Linked DNA regions of Oryctolagus cuniculus: region 2 is linked to region 1. A link is a contact called in public Micro-C data. All regions are on one chromosome and are shown on one strand. The core of a region is the stretch at or near the end of the contact, and the rest is flanking DNA. Distances in the headings are between cores, read along the strand shown.

Evidence for each region. Hi-C and Micro-C count contacts between places; a contact is called where the count stands out from the background.
Region 2: a Micro-C map of ear pinna shows a contact between it and region 1, with 2.4 times the contacts expected there. The contact joins the promoter of IRF2BPL here to the enhancer-like site in region 1. A contact is called at or near these places in 3 of 6 Hi-C or Micro-C datasets (ear pinna, psoas muscle and an unstated tissue).

The regions. Positions count from the first base shown.
Region 1 is chr20:22,763,584-22,769,941 of mOryCun1.1, reverse strand. No RefSeq gene overlaps it. Among named protein-coding and RNA genes, the nearest start is that of IRF2BPL, 52 kb to the left of the region's middle. Within about 2 kb of position 1,436, at least 6 of the 8 cell types and tissues checked have an H3K27ac peak or open chromatin away from gene starts, as enhancers often do. A contact at or near this core is called in ear pinna, where this site is marked.
Region 2 is chr20:22,816,767-22,822,743 of mOryCun1.1, reverse strand. It overlaps IRF2BPL (interferon regulatory factor 2 binding protein like), which reads left to right and starts at 3,787. Exons shown (of 1, transcript XM_008272001.3): 1 at 3,787-5,977. The coding sequence starts at 4,685.

The sequences.
Region 1 (6,358 bases), core at 187-2,686:
TGAAGCAGACGGAACAAAAGGACCGTCTCCCAGGGACACCGCACACTGCTCTAGGGTGCAGGCTGGGCGGAGCTGGAGGCCCCGAGGGCAGCCCCTCACCCCTCACCTGTGACTTCCCTCCCAGCCGCTCGAGAAACACTAAATCAGGTCACCACTTGTTTTTCCCGGCAGTAGCTGTCAGGCAGGAAGCTCCCGCCCCTTTCCCAATCACAGTCCCCAGCAGCCAAGTCAGCTGCTGTGCAGTACTTTTGTCCTTGAGGGGGTGCTGCCCGGACCCTGGCTGTGGGCCTGACACTGGCCCTGGCCCTAAGCGACAGGCGCGCTGTGCCGTGCTGAACTCCATCCTCTGAGGATGTTCCAGCGAGATATGATGGCCCCAAGCACGAGGAACGTGAGGCTCAGGAAAGGTGGGCATCTCATTCAAGGTCAACGCCGGCAGGTGCAGAGCTGGGCCTGTCCCCCAGATCTGGCTGACCCCAGAGTCTGCGCCTTTAGCCTCTGAGCTCCTGCGATTTGAGGGCTGGGGGCAGACTGTGCGGCAGGAGCGGGAGGTGCCCGGGAGGAAGATGTGTGGCTTGTGGCCTCAGAAACCCCAGGGTCACCTTGGGGGTCAAGGTGAAGACAGGGGAGGAAGCAAGGACTGAGGGAGAGAGGAGGGAAGCGCCAAGGAGCTGATGTACACACGCTCCCAGGCACATGTATGACACACACAAACGTACAGGCTGGCACAGGTGGCCAGGACACACATGCAAAGACGTGCGGGCCAGGCACACACATAAATACACATCAGAGACACACCCAGGACTCAGCAAATACTCACGTGCACGCGCGCGCGCGCACACACACACACACACACACACACACGCTGGCGCGTGCCCCTGCGGGCCGAGGGGAGGAGGAGGAGGAGCCGCAGCCTCATTTCCGGGCCTCCTCCTCCAAAGCGCAGGGAAAGCCTTCCCGAGAAGTGCTGAGTCAGCAGCGGGTGACAGACGCGCCTCCGGGCGGCCAGGCACGGGCGCGAGCCCTTAGCATGCGGAGCGCGTTCGCGCCAGCGCCCGCCTTGCGCCAGCGGCGAGGGGGCAGGGAGTGGCGGCCGGCTGCCCGCCCGCCAGCTCGCTGGGGAGGAGGAAGTGGCTCGCTTTGACTTTGCGAATGCCGGACTTCGCAGCCCAAGGTCACGCAGCAGGCGCCGCCAGCCGGCTTCCTGCAGGGAGGCGCTGGGCTGCGAGGGGCGGGCGCCCACCGTGGCGTGGGGGGGGGGGGGGCGCGGAGCAGCAGAGGTGAGGGCTGCCCTCCGCAGTGTGGCCCAGTCTTGGCGGGTGGGGTGGGGAAGATCCTTGGGGGTGCCTGTTGGAGGTTCTTCTCCACCCGCCAGGGCCCCCACTGCGAACTGGGCATGTTCGCGTCCCAGCCTGGCCCTGCCTCCCTCTTGCTCATCGAATGCAGTCAGTGAGATCTTCTCAAAACATCAATTACATCATTTCCTCCCCTGACTTCCCGCTGCTCCGAGAATAAATTCAAGCCTTCATCGCAGTAACTGATCTTCTGCCCCGCCACCCTTGACAGTGAAAGGCAGAGCTACTAAAAACCTCAGCGGGGCCACGTGGGTGCAGCCGGCTGTCCTGGCACCTCGGCTCCTAGCGCGTTCGTCTTGCCCAAGGCCAGCGTAAATGTCACGCCCTCAGCGAGGCTGGCGCTCTGCCGGGTGCGTTCTGTGCCACGATTCTGCTTTAGTGCCCTCCCACCGTGGGCCACTCTCCGAAATCACCCCTTTCGTTTTGTACTTCTCGTTAGATTGCTTTTCAAAATTTATTTTCATTTTATTTGAATGGTGGAGAGAGATTGTTCAATCCTATGGTTCGCTGCCTTAATGCCTGCAACAGCCAGGGCTGTGCCAAGCCAAAGGCGCCTGGCTGTGGCTGGCAGGAACCATCAACTGCTGCCTCCCCGGGTGCACATCAGCAGAAGCTGGATTGGAAGCAGAGCGGGGCCTCGAACCCGGCACTCGGATACGGGACGGGGGTGTGGCTCACGTGCTAGGATCAATGCCCACTCTGTGTTTACTGCTTTTCTGTCCACCTCCCTTCCTCCACGAAAGCTCATCGGCAGCCCAGACGGTTTTGTTTGGTCCAACAGAATCCTCAGCACCCAGAGCAGCAGCCCGGACACGATGGGGGGAGTCTGATACCATGCAGGATGCATGCACGGGGAAGGCCAGTGTGTGTGTGCACGTGCGCGTGTGCGCGTGTGCGCGTGTGTACACAAGTGTGCATGTGTGCGAGCACATGTATGCGTGTGTGCCCACGTATATGCATGTGTGTATATGCATGTGTGTCCGTGTGTGCACATGCATGTGTATGCGTGTGTGCATGTGTGCGCATGCGTGCATGTGTGTGTGTGCATTCCTAGGGATGGGCGCCATGGGGAAGTGCCTGTCCTGAAAACAGCAGAAGTCTCCACCTCCCTGATTTCTCGGTCCTTAGCTCCGTGTCTTGAGGCAGCTGACCCACCTGCTGGGAAAGGAGTGAACGCAAGACGTTTCTCATTCTCTCACGGTGTTAGCTTTTTTAATGGAATGTAGGCATCCTAAGCCTGCCCATTATGCCATTAAAAAAAAAAAAGATTTATTTACTTTCATTTGAAAGGCACAGTTACAGAGAGAGATCTTCCACTTGCTGGTTCACTCCCCAAATGGCTGCAACAGCCAGGGCCGGACCAGGCCAAATGCAGGAGCCAGGAGCTTCTTCCAGCTTTCTCACTCGGGAAGCAGGGGCCCAAGCACTTGGGCCATCCTCCGCTGCTTCCCCAGGGGCATCCGTGGGGAGCTGGATCGGAAGCCAAGCAGCTGGGACTCGAGCCAGTCAGTACTCCCACTGCGCCGCGACACTGGCCCCTCTCCCCGGTAATTGTCAGCTCTGGGTCCCCTCCCTGTGCCTGTTCCTGAAACAGCCCTGGCTCCTCTGAGGAAGCTACAGCAGGAGAATTTCTCTCCTTTTTTTTTTTTAAGGATTTATTTATTTATTTGAAAGGCAGACAATTACAGAGAGGCAGAGAGCAAGAGCAAGAGAGAGAGATTTCCATCCGCTGGTTCACTCTCCAGATGGCCGCAATGGCCAGAGCTGGACCAGTCCAAAGTCAGGAGCCAGGAGCTTCTTCCAGGTCTCCCATGCCAGTGCAGGGGCCCAAGGACTTGGGCCATCTTCTACAGCTTTCCCAGGCCATAGCAGAGAGCTGGATTGGAAGTGGAGCAGCCAGACTAATGGGCGCCCATAGGGGATGCCAGTGCTTCAGGCCAGGGTTTTAACCCACTGCGCCACAGCGCCGGCCCCGAGAATTCCTCTCCTTAAGCATGTCTTGGACCACTGGGGAGACCATGCTGGAGGTGCCAGCCGTGTTTCCTCTCCAGGCCCGGCTCCGTGTGCCTCAGTCTCCCCCTAGGCAGACAGGACTGTTCAGGACTCTGCCACTAGAGGCCTCGGGGACATGGGGATGTCTGGCGCGACAGGAGAGCTACGGCATGCTCCACTGTGGTGGACTCCAAGGCTGCAGGGTGTTTTTTGCTTGCTTTTTAAAGTTGTTTTTATTTCCTGGCCCAGAGTGAGGATCCAGGAAGGTGAGGATCGGGCCGGCCTTGAGGGTCTCCAGGGCTGCAGGATCCCTGAGGCTCACTCCCACGATTTCCCGGCCGAGATTTTGCTCCCTTGGCTGTGGGACACAGAGGTGGCCGATGCCCTTTCTCCCCCTGCTCAGGAGGCCCCCAGGAGCCAGGCTTTCTGACCCCCTGACCCACCCCCTGCCCCTGTCTGCCCTGGAGCTGCAGCCCCTGGCCTGGCCTGGCCTGGCCCGGCCCTTCTGCTTCCTCGCAGAAAACCGAAAGTGAAAGTGGCCTGTGCGGAGGCCGGAGGCTGGAGGCCGGGGGAAGGACCCGCCCTGGGGTCTGCGGCCTGCCCTGTGCTGGGCAGAGCAGGCTGACTGGGCAGTGACAGGCACTGTGCCTCAGGCGTCTGTCCTGACTTAGCCTCTGCGTGGGCCAGGAGAGGGGAGGGAGAGCCCTGCAGCCAGGGCTGTGCCCTGAGGGCAGGGTCAGGAGCTGGCAGCAGGATCCGGCCTCCACTGCAGTGTCCCTGCAGGGCTCCCGGCAGGCTCAGGTCTGGGTGAGGGCAGAGGAAAGTGAAGGGAGCGAACCCCAACCTCTATCCCTAACCTGGGCCCAGGCCCTAGGCCAGGTGCCTTGTCCCCTCTGGTTGCTTCGAAATCACGAGATCGGCTTCATCCAAGCATGTGGTCAACCAGTGGTTTTGGAAGCCCTTAGGTTCAGGGGACAGGGCTATGGAGACAGATCTCAACATCCCCATTCTCCTTTTCTCTCGCTCGCTCGCTCGCTCGCTCGCTCAGGCCCGCACGCCAGCAGCATGGGCGCCTGTCGGGTCTTCATCCTGGCAGGAAGCTCCACAGTACCCACAGGACCATAAGCGGCATTGGAGCAGGACAAGAAAGGCCATCTGGGCACAGTCCTAGAGGCCAACCCTTTCGGAGGTGCCTCCCATGCCAGGGAAGAGTGCTGGAGGCCAGGCAGCCACGTTCTGCCATCAGAGGTGAGTCAGGGTCCAGCTAAGCAAAGATGGGAAAAACTCACGGTTCTATTTATTTGAAAGGCAGAGTGACAGAGGAGGAGAGATATCTTCTACCTGTAGGTTCACTCCCCAAATAGCCACAACAGCCAGGCTGGACCAGGCTGCAACTGGGAACCAGGAACTCCATCTTGATCACCCACCTGGAAGGCAGGGGCCCAAGTATTGGGACCATTGTCCACCACTTTCTTGGCCACTGCATTAGCAGGGGGCTGGATTGGAAGAGGAGTAGCCAAGGCTTGAACTGAACCTGATATGGGATGCTGGCTGGCCCTACTAGAACTCTCTTAGAGAAAACAGTGAAGTTCTGGCTGCTGGATTTGGTGGAAAAAATCACGTGTTGGTGACGTTCCTGGAATCTGCTTGTCAAAGTAGCCAGCATGTCTCTTCTGGCCTTATTCAAAGGCAAGAAAAAAGATCAAGTTTACAAATTTGGATGGTAGAAACACATTAGCAATACATTTTCATATGCCAAAAAAGGATAAGTAAATTAAAAAATTTAAAAATCCGCCCTGCAAGTGGACTTTTTGGCTTACTGGTTAAGATGCCTCCATCCCTGGCTGGCGCCGCGGCTCACTAGGCTAATCCTCTGCCTTGTGGCGCCGGCACACCGGGTTCTAGTCCTGGTCGGGGTGCTGGATTCTGTCCTGGTTGCCCCTCTTCCAGGCCAGCTCTCTGCTATGGCCAGGGAGTGCAGTGGAGGAGTGCTTGGGCCCTGCACCCCATGGGAGACCAGGATAAGTACCTGGCTCCTGCCATCGGATCAGCGCGGTGTGCTGGCCGCGGCGGTCATTGGAGGGTGAACCAACGGCAAAGGAAGACCTTTCTCTCTCTCTCTCTCACTGTCCACTCTGCCTGTCAAAAAAAAAAAAAATGCCTCCATCCCACACTGGAGCTCCTGGGTTCGAGTTTCAGTTCCAGCTCCTGATCCAGCTTCCTGCTAATGCGTAGCCTGGGAGGCAGCAGGTGACAGCCCAGTACTCGGGCCCCACCACCTACATGGGAGACCTGGATGGGGTTCCTGGCAACTGGCTTTGGCTTCAGGTCAGCCTCAGTTGCTGGGGGCGTTTGGAGAGTGAACCAGTGGGTGGGAGCTCTCTGTCCTTCTGTTTCTCAAATTAATTAAAACAAACTGAGTCCCTGTCCTCGGGGAGCCGGCGTTGCAGAGGGGAGCCAGTCCGTGACTCCAGTGAGCCCTCGCACCCGTCATCTCATCCAGACGAGCTATGGTGGAAAGAGGGAGGTGGGGGTGTCTGGCGTGGGGATGGCTTTGCAGTTTTAAGTAGAAAGCCTGGGGGAAGCTGGCCAAGGAGGTGGCACTGATGGTGAGTCATTGAGTGTCTCAGTTTGCGTGAACAGCCAAGGATGCGTGCATGACTGCTATCAGTCCCGGGCAGGATGAGGAAGCTGAGGTCATAGCGAGGAGAACGGGGTGCCGAGGCCAGCATTTCGGCTGTGTTTGTGAGCACGGCACGGTGCGGAGATGGGGAGGAGTGAAGAGGGCGTGTGGCCGGCCCGGCCGTGGTGGCCATCTGTTTTGCAAACTGAAAATCAGGACAGCCCTGAGAGGATTTTCCTGCTGCTCACAATGAGAGCGGCCGTCTGGGAGAGGCGTTTGGATGCCGGCCCAAAGGGTGGGATTTCTGAGACATTCCAGTGGCTTGCGGGGGCCCACGAGGCAGTCCAAGGGCAGGGCATTGCCATGGCAACCCCAGTCTGGCCACCAG
Region 2 (5,977 bases), core at 2,538-5,037, 50 kb before region 1:
GGCTCCCCGGTACCCTGGCACGCGGGCAAGGAGAGGAAGCAGGGAGGAGGCAGGAACCAGACGCGACTCTCCCCACCCCTACCCGCCCTTCTTCCTCTTGCTGTTCCCCGCCCCTCCAGGAAGAAAGCAGTCGGAGATCCGATCGCGATCGCCGGCTGCGGCCCCTGTGCCAGCACCAACCACTGCGCCCGCCCTCCCTTTCCTTCCACCCAGTTTTGCACGGAGCGCCTGGCTGCCCGCGCGCCCCAGGCTGGGCAGGTCCTGGCGGGCGGCGCTGGCTCCCCTCCCCCGGGCTTCTCAGCGAATCACGTTGTTCCTGGGATTTCACGCTCGAGTGGTACTTGCGTAACCCTATGCCCTGGCCTAAGTTAATGCTTAAAAAACAAAACAACACAACACAGCCCCAAACAGGATTAATCCTTTAGGGAAAGGCAAATACTTCCGTCAGGGACCTGGCCCAGGAGTCCAAGTGGAAATCACCTTGCTCCATTCCCCACCCTCCTCCGCAGCCCCTCTGCGCGGCTCTGCAGGCCTGGGGCGCAGGCCGGCCCCGGGATTCCTGGCGCGCGGGGATCCGGGACCCTGGAGAGGCCAGAGGAGGGCTCAGCGCAGACGTCTGTTTTCAGCCACTCTGAGGCGGCTCTCAGAGGCCAAAGAACGGGTCTTGCTTCCCGCGGGGCTGAGTGTTACCAAAAAAGGCCTTTCTCTCGCCGGAGCGCTTGGCGGCGCGCGTTGCAGCGGGGTGACGCGAGGTTCAGCCCGGGCCTCCTCGAAGGCTGAGCCAGCTGGCTGCGGGAATGCCAGGCCCAGAGCACCCCGCCTCCCTGCCCCCATCTCTGCCACAACACGGCGGGGGGCGAGAGCGGGGAGGCTGCAGGGAGCTTGCAAGTGTGTAGGCGCCCAGCGACCTTCTCACCCCAAACGTGGAGCGAGGGCGCTTGGGAAAGGGCAAGGGAGAGCTGACCTGCTCCAGTTTACGGCAGGGTGAGGCTGCCAGCTCAGGCGGCGAGCAGAGGGAGGCAGCCGCAGTAGCAGGCACTTGGGGGCACCGTGCGGGCACCTCGAGCAGATCTGTTGCCAGGCTTTCTCAGGTTGAGCACCCCCACATCAGTGCGTGTTGGCGGGGGAGGGCTCCATCTCTCTCACAATCTCTCTGACACATCCCCAAACAGCTCCACCTCGGTTATGCAGCTAAGCAGCAACTGATCAACAGAAATGATGGGGATTCTTGGAGGGGGCAGGGTAAAGAGAGAGCGGTGCTTTTTAAATTAGAGGATCATGAGAGCCTAAGAAAAGTCTGTTTAAACGCCCATGGACGTCTGCTTGAAGATGCTGGTGTGTGTGTGTGTGTGTGTGTGTGTGTGTCTCCTTCAGTAACATCGAAGACAGAGACAGGGAGACACATATGTGTGTGCATATCAAACATAACACGGACACAGCCTCCAACTCGCTTTCTCTAGCAGCCTGGCTAGAGGGCTGTGGCTAGTTCACCGTTTCCCCAGCATTTCTGGTTTAATCAAAGGAAGGGCTGAATAAATATTAAGGTAAAGAAATGGGTCACACAGCTGAGCCGAGGAGCCCCAGGTTGCCACTCGCTCCAGGATGGTGTGGTGGGGGAGGCTGAGGCATGGCTCTTACCAGAGGAACCACTGCTCTGAGCCAGCAGGACAGGGAGAGTTTATTATTGCTGGGGAGTGCACCGTGAGCTCACTGTTTTGCAAAAACAGAAGTCTGGCTGCTTTGAGAGGAAAGAGGCGGCTCCCTAGGGCTCTTCCTTTCCCCTGTCTCCCCATCCCTAACCCCCCCTCCCCTGCGGTGAGTAGGAGGGGGGTGCTGCAGAGTGTTGGACAGGGGGATATCTCCAGAGGTCAAGGGTGGAAATATACAAATATAAGCATTTCTTGTTGCTTCAACTTAACTTTATTATAATCAACAGCAGTAAGAATGATTCTTAGGTTTTATACAGTTAACAAAGCACTTTCACGCGTTAATCAGTAACAGTAACAGTATCAATACCAATACTAACCGTAATGTGCTGACAGCTTCCTGGGCTCCACATACTGCATGGGATATTTATGTCACAGTCCTGGCAGAAGGGGAGGCTGGGGGCCCGTTAGGAAGGAGCCTTTGCATACCTTTTTATCAAAGACTGTCTGCAACCAAGAATGGGGGCTGATGGGAATTCTGAGCACCCCAAAGCACCTCCTGCAGCCCTAGCTTTTGAAAGCCATGTCATAAATCCGAGTTACTGCACTTAGAGCCATCCCCATTGGCTGCAGGCAAGTTATTTAACCTCTTTACCTACCTGGTCTGCAAGATGGGGCTACTAACACAATCTCCCTTGTAGATAAGAAGGGTCCAATAACATAGATAATGGAACCTTAATAATGTAGATAATACACTCTCAATGGAGGGCATATTAACGGCAAAGCAAGTAAACTCCCGAGTGCAGTGTCTGAACCGCAAGCTTACGATGAGAAACACATTGGAAGCTCAAAGAATCCCCCAGGTTGACAGCTGTCACTCCATTCTACAGATGGAAAACTGGAGTTCTGTAAGTAACTAGTTCAAAGTGCCAAAGGCAGTGAGTGACAGGAAATTCTAACCAGGTGGGCTACACTCTGGACCCTGAACTCTCATCACAGTGCCTCACCTCCTCCAAGCTTGGGGGCAGGGAGGGCCATTGCAATTCTCACGAAATAAAAACAGCAGACCTAATAACTAGAAAAAAAAATCCATTGAAATGCCTTAACTAGAGCTATGACATATCTCTTCTGCAATAAGCAATAATGATGAGCAATGATCTTGTAAAAGAAAAAAAAAATCATGGCCTTACTCAGCCTTCTGGGGCACTACAGAATAAAATCGCAGCACGTGAGAGCCCTTGAAGGCTGCAGCCCTACTCTTCAAAAAAGCTCTCAGCGTTACCAAATGCTGCCCCCACCTGCTTTCACAAACCCGGAAAAGGCACTCACCTGTTTGGTCTCCGGCCCCTCCCCTCCCCGCCCTCCCGCGCAGCTGTGCGCAGCCCGCGGACCGGACTGTTTTCCTTAAAGGCCTCCGGGCGCTCGTAGTTTCTCCAGACATTCAGCCAGAATTTTCATAGTTCGGCTCGGGGGAGGGGTGGCTCGCCCTGAATTCATTTAGCGCCACCACTGAAGCTCGGGTTCCTAGAGCAGGGCACAAGAACACATCGCAAAGGCGATTTCTGGAAGACTGGAAAACAGCTAATTTAACAAGTGCCTCGGCATCAGTGGTGCCGAGGCGGCTCCCCGTGCGCAGGGAGGGAGGGAGGGGCGAGGCGACTGCAGGTGGAATGGGTGGGGTGGGGGTTCGATCGCAGATGAAATGAGTAACACCTTATGTGAAATTCTCAGCGAAAATCCTGAAACAGGACATTTAAATGAGGGCCTGGGGTGGGGAGGGGAACGCGGATCGCCAACCACGCCTGCGGTTCCTGCAGGCGTTTCTACTTGGGAAAGCCGAGCAGGGAGAGGAAAGGTCATCGTCTGTTTCATTTCCACCCCCAGCCCCGGACTCGCAGCCTCAGCTCGCCCAGCCCCAGAGGTCGTACACACACACGGCGAGGGGGAGGGGAGGGCGGCGGCGCGGAGGAGGGGCCGGCGGGGAGGAATCTGGGCGTCCTGCCGCGCATGCGCCCTTCCAGAGCAACAAGTGGGCTCCACAGACAGAGGAAGTGTAAAGGGGGGGGGGGGACTGGTGCAGAGCATGGCGGTGACGTCAGCGCTCCGCCCGGGCGGCATCCCGCGCGGCCAAGCCGGGGACAGCGCGAGCCGCAGCCCGAGCAGGAGCGCCGAGACGCGCCTCCGGAACGTAGAGTAACAATCACAACCCCACATTCCGGGCGAGCGCGAGCGGGAAGGGATGCGACCCGGGCCGAGGCGCCGCGCGAGCGCCCTGCAGCCGACGTGAGCGCCGCCAGCCGCGGCGGCCCGGGGGCGGTGGGAGCCTGCCTGCCTGCCTGCGTGCGTGCGCCCCTCTCCTCGGCTCGTGTGCGTCCTGGAAACGGTGGCCGTGGCGGCTCCCTCCGGCGCACAGAGCCAGCCGCCGCCCGCGGAACGGCAGACGCTGCGGAGGGGAGAAGCGCCTCGCCCGGCTGCCACCCCCTGCCCCGGCCCTCCGGGGAAGCAGCGGCTTCAGCAAGACTGGATCTGGGCACCGGGTGGCACAGCCCTCGAGCCCTCGCCCCGGGGAGCCCGGCGGGGAGAGAGGACGCGGCTCGCAGGGGGGCCCCCCGGGGGAAAGGAAGAGGCAGCCCCTTCGCAGCTTCCACGCAGCGGCCGCGCCGGGGAGGGGGCCAAGAGGCAGCGACGGCCAGCACGGGGCACCCTCGCCCCCTCCCCCCGGGCCCGGAGCTTCCACCCTCGGTCCGCGGCACCAGGAAGAAGGCGCCCTCGCCCCTCTCCCGACACGACCGCCGCAGTAGGAGGTGGGGGCGAGCAGCAGGCTGAGCGTGTCCGCCGCCCCGGCGGTGGAGCCCCCACGGAGAGGCGCAGCGCCCGCGGCGGAGACTCGCGCTGCCTCCAGCCCCCGGGGCAGAACTTTCTCGCCCCCCCTCCCCCCTCCCCCGCAGCCGGACTCCCTCCCCGGCCAGCCCGTCCTCCCGGAGAAGGCGCCGCGGAACCAGCCCGGGCGGGGGCCTACCTTCCCCAGGGTCGGCATCATGTCGGCGGCGCAGGTGTCCTCGTCCCGGAGACAATCCTGCTACCTGTGCGACCTGCCTCGCATGCCCTGGGCCATGATCTGGGACTTCTCGGAACCCGTATGCCGCGGATGCGTCAACTACGAGGGCGCCGACCGCATCGAGTTCGTGATCGAGACGGCGCGCCAGCTGAAGCGGGCGCACGGCTGCTTCCAGGACGGCCGCTCCCCGGGGCCGCCGCCGCCCGTCGGGGTCAAGACGGTGGCCCTGTCGGCCAAGGAGGCGGCGGCGGCGGCGGCGGCAGCTGCGGCGGCGGCCGCGCAGCAGCAACAGCAGCAGCAGCAACAGCAGCAACAGCAGCAGCTCAACCACGTCGACGCCTCCAGCAAGCCCGCGGTGCTGGCCGCCCCGTCCGGCCTGGAGCGCTACGGCCTGAGCGCCGCCGCCGCCGCCGCCGCTGCCGCCGCGGTGGAACAGCGCACCCGCTTCGAGTATCCGCCGCCGCCTGTGAGCCTGGGCAGCAGCGGGCACACCGCGCGGCTGCCCAACGGCCTGGGCGGCCCAAACGGCTTCCCCAAGCCGGCGCCAGAGGAGGGACCCCCGGAGCTGAACCGGCAGAGCCCCAACTCCTCGTCGGCGGCGGCGGCGTCGGCGGCGTCTCGGCGTGGCACGCACAGTGGGCTGGTGACGGGGCTCCCCAACCCCGGGGGTGGCGGGGGGCCCCAGCTCACCGTGCCCCCCAACCTGCTGCCGCAGACGCTGCTTAATGGCCCGACCAGCGCCGCCGTGCTGCCGCCGCCCCCGCCCCACGGACTCGGCAGCAGGGGACCCCCGACGCCCGCGCCCCCAGGCGCCCCCGGGGGCCCCGCTTGCCTGGCCGGCGCCGCGGGCGTAGCGGCCGCGTCGTCCTCAGCGTCGTCCTCGACCTCGTCGTCTGTGGCTGAGGTGGGCGTGGGCGCTGGCGCCAAGAGGCCCGGCTCGGTGTCGAGCACGGACCAGGAGCGGGAGCTCAAGGAAAAGCAGCGTAACGCCGAGGCCCTGGCCGAGCTGAGCGAGAGCCTGCGCAACCGCGCCGAGGAGTGGGCCAGCAAGCCCAAGATGGTGCGCGACACGCTGCTCACGCTGGCCGGCTGCACGCCGTACGAGGTGCGCTTCAAGAAGGACCACTCGCTGCTGGGCCGCGTCTTCGCCTTCGACGCCGTCTCCAAGCCCGGCATGGACTACGAGCTGAAGCTCTTCATCGAGTACCCCACGGGCTCCGGCAACGTGTACTCCAGCGCGTCCGGGGTGGCCAAGCAGATGTACCAGGACTGC